Regions from separate parts of the Gasterosteus aculeatus genome. Here region 1 is linked to region 2. The links are chromatin contacts, called in public Hi-C maps. All regions are on one chromosome and are shown on one strand. The core of a region is the stretch at or near the end of the contact, and the rest is flanking DNA. Distances in the headings are between cores, read along the strand shown. Region 1 overlaps LOC120818874 (C-terminal-binding protein 2). Region 2 has its middle 14 kb from the start of LOC120819375.

Region 1 (3,315 bases), core at 387-2,886, 39 kb before region 2:
CTGCGTTTTTTTTTTTTTAACATATCACTTAAATAATATCTCAAAAAGCTGAGAAGATTATAATAACGTAGGATTACATGGAAATAGTCTTTCGATTAAGATCTGTTTGAATTGCATTACGTAACCATAAATCCTTTTACTGTACAACAATCTTTTTCAGCCAATCCAACGTGTGTGTGTGTGTGTGTGTGTGTGTGTGCGCGTGTGTGTGGCGGCGATACAGAAACCGCACTCACACTGCCGGGATTCGATCAATCATCCGATGGATAGAACTCCAAAAAATATTTGGACAGCGTTACGTATTTTCGGGATAAACAGCCTCATTGTGCTGAGCGATGAAATCAGTCGGAGGCGGGACATTCATATCGGTGATGGACGGATGGTTAGAAAGATTACGATTATCTCACTGGTTATTTTTAGTAAGCTGACAAATTAGATCTCATTCGGGGGGAGGGGGGGGGGGGGGGGGGCTTTAGATGGAATCATTCAATGAGCTCTGAAGTGTGTAGTCCTCTTCCTCAGCTGAAGCTACAACCTCTTTGCTCGAGCTCACAAAGCGCTTGCTTTGAGATAGAGTTGGATAACTTCTGCAGACTTAATTTCCCTGAGGAGTTCGACGGGGGGAAGTTATCTGACAGGGTGCGGCAGGAGGAGAAAAAAAAAAGAAAGCAGAGCAGTATCCATCCCTCTTACAGCTGATTCCGATCAAAAGCCAAAGCTCTGCGAGTCTATTCGGACTAAAAGCAAGTAAACGAAAAGCAACCGTGTGACAATTAACACTTTCACCCTGAGGAGGCATCTCAATCCTCTCAATGTCCTTTAGAGGGTCTCAATGAAGTTGTTTACTACTAATATTGCAATCTATTATTACCCCTTTGTTATTTTCCTCCAAAAGGGCCCCGGCTTTCTTTCCACTCGAGCCCCACTTTGAACAATCGGGGGCCATTTTGTCCTTTTTCCTCCGGAGGTAAATCTGTCAGCGGCGGGCCAAAACAAAGCGAGGGGAAACAGGAAGGCGCAAAGCCTCTACTATTATTATCGCCTCGCAGGCCCAGATCCTCCGCACCTCAGACACGGGAGAGTGTGATTTCCATCAACCACACTGGGGCCTGTGACGGCGTGGGCAGGTGACAGCTTGACACGGTTATATTTAGCCCCCGGGGCGAGCGCCGCGTGCGAAGCGAATGCCGTCAAACTGCAGAATTGTTGCACCGGTGATGAAAATTGTGCGTCCTCGAAAAGTACCCGAAAGGAGGCAGTTGTTGTTGAATTCTAAGTTGCCGAGGCCCACCTCGCGCTATTTACATCCGATCAATCCGCTCGCGTTTCTCAAGAGTTCCAGAGGCCGAGGTTATCGGGGCGAGCTGCAGCCAGAGCTGGAAACAACTTCCAAGTGCAGGACAAAAAAAAAAAGCCTGCGGCGTGCCGGGAAGGGCAGGCCGAGCCCGCCCGTTGTGAGGGGGGGGGGAGGGGGTTGAGACGGGCTGTCTGAGCCGACACCGAGGCGGCTCTTACCAGGGTCCTTCCAGGAAGAGCCAGCGTGATTCAAAGCTTCCTGGTACCAGGAGAACGAGGCGCTTCCCCCCCACCAGAACACACTCACACACACACACAGAGAGAGTCCGGCCAACTCCGAACGGTGCTTGGGCTTACTTTGGGAAGGGGCCAAGTCAAACAATGAGTTGATAAAGTCCAGAGCAGAGCGGTGGGAGGAAGCCGGAGAAAGAGCACGAGGTTCGTCCAGCGCCGTGTGAGGAAAGGGGATTCACCGCGGCCAGCAACGCTTCAATGGGACCAGATTTACCTGGTTTACGCCAAGCCGGTCCTATCGGCGACCATGGCGTCCCGTCACGGAAGGGGATTCCTGAGGTCTGGTCTGCACGATAAAGAAGTCAGACGGAGTTTGGATGAAAAAATAAAAAAAAGAGCGCTGATTGATTCATTGAACTGGGTAATAAAAGCAACCAGTTCTCAGCCCGTTGTTCTGGCTCAACTTTGACCTTCCTTGCTATGCACGGTTTGGTACCGACTTTAAACGCGCCGCGTGGGTTATCGGCCCAGTTTCAACGGCTACATGTTGGAAAACTGCAGCCAATAACTCACTTTACCGGAGGCCCCTCTGATGGGCTCTCAACAAAAGGTTGGCCTCTCTCGCTCTCCCTCTTCACCACATCCTATCATCTCAGGCCCTCCCGATGCGCCGCGCTGCCAGGGAATACGACCGACACACACAGACACGCACATATGTATTAACGCACAAGCACACGGCTCAGTCAATTAGTCGCGGCCCAACCTTCCAGCTGAGAGATAAATGGTGTGGAGTCTCGGCAGGCTTTTTTGTGCGAAGCTGCGCTCCTTGTCCGCCGTATGTAGAACAGCTCTCTGGAGGAACGCTGGCCCCTCCGCCGCGAGGAGACGAGGCTGAGGAGGGGGCTCCAAGTGCTCAGGATCACATTAAAATATGACCACAAGGACCCCCGGCTCCCTAATCAGAGGTGGTTTGAGTAGAAAGAGGAGGAGCTAGGGCGGGGAGCGGCGCTCGGCATTCCAGGTCACTCCACTTTTAACCGCCCCGTTGTAACCTGTCCACTGAAGAAGAGCCAAAATAAGCTGGATGCTCTCAGGGGGGGCAGGAACCGACTGCAAATGGGCGTCCGCAGTGAGGCAGCTCTGGACATCTTTTCCTCGGCGTGTGAACCACCAGGAAAAGGGGCCAGTTTCCTTTTTCAACACCACACAATCACGCCACCACGCTGACAGACAGAGCAGACGTATATTAACGTCTCCCAAAAGCTCATCCACACAAAATATCAATTTCCCGGGTGTGAAAAATGCCAATTCAGTGCAGGCGGGAGGGGGTTTTTAATAGGAGGAGGTCGAGGCTAAAAACCTCACCTCCTTAGGTGTAGTGAATCAAGCGGGTGAGCGACGACACAACGTCCTTTTAACACCTGACACGCCAGGTAACACGCGTCTACCCCCACTGCCTCCTGTTGACATGTGTGTGTATCGTACAAGGCTCCTCACTAACTTTACACGAGATGTCACTCCCAGCGCACACACACACACACACACACACGCACAAACACACACACACACCTTTAAATCAGCCTCTGATGCCAGCAGGGCGGGCAGACGCAGGTGTGTTTATGTGAGCGCAGGTCCTTCCTTTGACATCAAGACGAGGAAAAACACACACACAGCTAGGTGAAGCCTTACAGGGTGGGTCTGGCGGATTAACCGCGGAGTAAAAGTGCTGATGAGGAAAAACAGCTATTCATCACCGCGGCACAGGATCAAACTCACGCACCTCTG
Region 2 (3,131 bases), core at 457-2,956:
CATACATATTTGACAAAGACGATATTACACACGTGAGCGGAGGAGGGGAAACAAGAATTTCAAATGATGGACTTTGCATTTTTACACCAGGCTGGGGATTGCCACTTTGCATTTTTACACATGGAAGAGAATCCTACATTCTTCTAGTTTGTTTAATTGGATATGACCTCCGGAAGTGGGAGGGGTGGGGGGGGGAGGTCACCCTGCGGAATATTTACAGCCCTGGAAGGCAAACATGAGTCACATTGGAATCTCGCCGCTGTGCTTTACCTTGTCGTCCTCCCCTCATTATCACAGTAACCTTGTGATCTGGCCAATTTGCTATTCTTAACGATGCATGATGTTCCAAAAGTAATGTTAATCTGGAATGGGGAGATCCAGCTGCCAGGTATCAAAGTAGATGTTGGCTGCACACAAAGTCCTCCACTAGCCAGCCCCCCCCCCCCCCCCCCCCCCCCCCCCACAAAGCTCTCGGACATTCTCCATGCATAATTAGAGTCTGCAGAGAATATCAGAGATGTTTTTAAGATGTGGATTTTAAAGAAGTCTATCTTAATGTGGCACTATTGGGTTCTATGAAAAGGGGGGGGGCCTGTTGGAGCCGGGCCCAACTGATCTCTGTAATTAGATCCCTCAAATTTGGCATTTCGTACAGCGTCGACACGATTTATTTGCGCTGCGCTGCAATTTAATCTTAACAATCTCTACTTGAGAACCCTGTGATATCCACGTCGGCCGAACCAGAAGTCACGGCCAAACCAAAACGAACAGTAAGAAAGACCTACCCCCCCCCGCCCCCCCCCCCCGGGCCGCATTCCGGATCCGCCATGAATACGTCGCCAAAGCCGAGACAGTCAAGGAAAGGAAAGCATGAATACATTCTTTCCTCATTGTTCTCCCAGACAGGAGGATCATTGCTGGCTGGACACGAGCTCTGGCAGCACCGGCCTTCATTATTATGCAGCAGTCGACACAGGTTTAACAAAGAGGAATTTGTCTAGCATTTGTTTATCTGGAAGAACAGAGTCTGGCAGCAGCAGCAACAGCAGGCCAGGGTGGATAGACACTCAGTTGTGCGTTGGCGGTCGCTCACAACCCGGCCGACCCCCCCTCCCCTGTCAACTCTCTACCACCACCACCACCACCACCCTCTCAGCTCCCCACAGGTGCAAAGCTTTTTCCACCTCACACATCAAAGAGACGGCAGGAGAGTGAGAGACAGACGAACAGGGTGGCACGTAGTTTCGGCTTCAATTGTATCCCGCGTTCAAAAGAATGAATGGCTCGGTTTTATTCATTTTGGAGTACATTCCGACTTTCTTATTCACGGTGTGAAGTATTTGGAATTTGAAGGCCACATAGTCACATCCAGCCAACATAAGATTTGTGCCAGAGAAATACCTCATAAATGACTTTACTCGTTGAATCATGACCTGAACAAATTTGCTATTCAACGGCAAGATCTTTTGGTGAAAGATGTCTGCAGTGATCCACAGCGGGAGGTGAAATATCAGAGCACTTGTGGCAGCTCTGAGTTATCGACAGCTTCTTTTCCCTCCACGCAAGCTTTGTTGCAGGGAGAGGGTGGGGCTTTTGACTCGTCCTTGACCTTCCTGTGAACCAAATACATCAGGAGTCTGTTGCTGAGGAGATTAACATCATGCAACAAAGAGATGTCGCAGGGGCAAAAAAAACGAATGAAACAGGTTTTCCAAAGTACATGCAACACCAATCTGAAGCTGTCTGACAGGTTTGCCTGCGCACAGTTGAGCAGTGAACTGCAGATGCAGAATATGCATGAGCCTTGCATGCATCCAGGGACTGCTGTGAGTGCTGCACCCTTGTCTTATTACAGACAGCAGGCGCAGATGGTTAAAGGCAGGTGCTCGGTTGTAAAAAAATAAAAAGGAAAAGAAGAGGAAGAAAAAAAATAAAAAATAACGTGCAAGCACCTGGTCCCTCTGTTGCAGTCTGGGGCTGCTCTCGCAATGATTAGCTTTGTTAGTCCAACAGAGCGCAGCGAGGAACAGGACCAACAACTTCATTAGGGTGGAGCACACCAGCCCCTCTTTTGCTTTTGTCCTACACACACCCGCTTTTTCATTAGGAGCCACGGTGCTGCCACTATAAGAGAGCTATAACCTGATGCAGCAATACATTTAGACAAAGAGCAAAAAGGAAGACCCTCCCCCCTCCTTCCCCCATGTGCCGCTGACCTGACAAGCAAGAGTTTGTGGCGCTTTAATCTGCAGGTAGTGTGTGAAAGCTCTGCGCATCAAGCACCAGCCCCTGCTAGCAGCATTCCCAGGATGCTACTGGTGCACCTTCAAGGACGAGCAGAGGAAACGAGTGCTAATAGTGTGTTTGTATTGTCAGAGCTCATGTGCCCACAGATTTGCTTTATTCTTGGCCTCACTTCATCTGCCAGCCGACCATTGAATAATTGAAGGAATTATCAGGCTGGAGGATCCAAAGCCCTTTAGAAATGTGTCATGCCCCTGAGCAAAGCCGGCGGAAAAGGAAGAAAAAAACGGAAAGAGGGGCCTCCTAAATTGGGGTGTGTGTGTGTGTGCGGCCGCACATCACAACCCTGTAATGTTTCACCTACATACAAAGAAAACATAAGAAAGTTAAAACACAGCGGCTGATGATGCCACAAATGGCAAGCTTTGATTGGCATAATGTCAATAGCTCATAATAGCGGCAGCTCATGCATGTCAGATGAATTTATGATCCCCCCCCCAACACCCCCAAACGCTGCTCTCCTTTTTTGCTCTGCATCAGAATGGGTGTTTTTTGGGAGTAGCGAGATCTCACCGTGCAATTTGGCAAGCGTCCTTCATACAAAGAATGCGACTGACGCAACATTAATCTCCAAACAAAGACACTGGCACAACTACTCCGCAAACATCTCAGCGCCATGAGGTGGCAACGTCAGTCTGGATTTCTCACTGCTCCTTCACGAGCTGTTCCACTTTCCCCAATTCTCATTTAGATCAAACAAAACACTCCGGAAAAAGGAGGTGAAATGATACCGTTTAAATCCGTGACACACATGCACACGGGGGACCTCCTTCTCATTTTCTAAACAGAGAGTCGTGGTGAGAACTTTTTTAAATTTGCCATAATAG

Evidence for each region. A called contact is a pair of places that touch in the nucleus more often than the background predicts.
Region 1: a Hi-C map of skeletal muscle shows a contact between it and region 2, with 2.0 times the contacts expected there. The contact joins two enhancer-like sites. A contact is called at or near these places in 3 of 6 Hi-C or Micro-C datasets (skeletal muscle, tail fin and whole body).

The regions. Positions count from the first base shown.
Region 1 is chr5:11,371,327-11,374,641 of fGasAcu3.hap1.1, reverse strand. All of the region lies in intron 1 of LOC120818874 (C-terminal-binding protein 2), which reads right to left. Among protein-coding and RNA genes, the nearest start is that of LOC120818874, 20 kb to the right of the region's middle. Within about 2 kb of position 1,636, at least 2 of the 9 cell types and tissues checked have open chromatin away from gene starts, as enhancers often do.
Region 2 is chr5:11,332,311-11,335,441 of fGasAcu3.hap1.1, reverse strand. No RefSeq gene overlaps it. Among protein-coding and RNA genes, the nearest start is that of LOC120819375, 14 kb to the right of the region's middle. Within about 2 kb of position 1,706, at least 4 of the 9 cell types and tissues checked have open chromatin away from gene starts, as enhancers often do.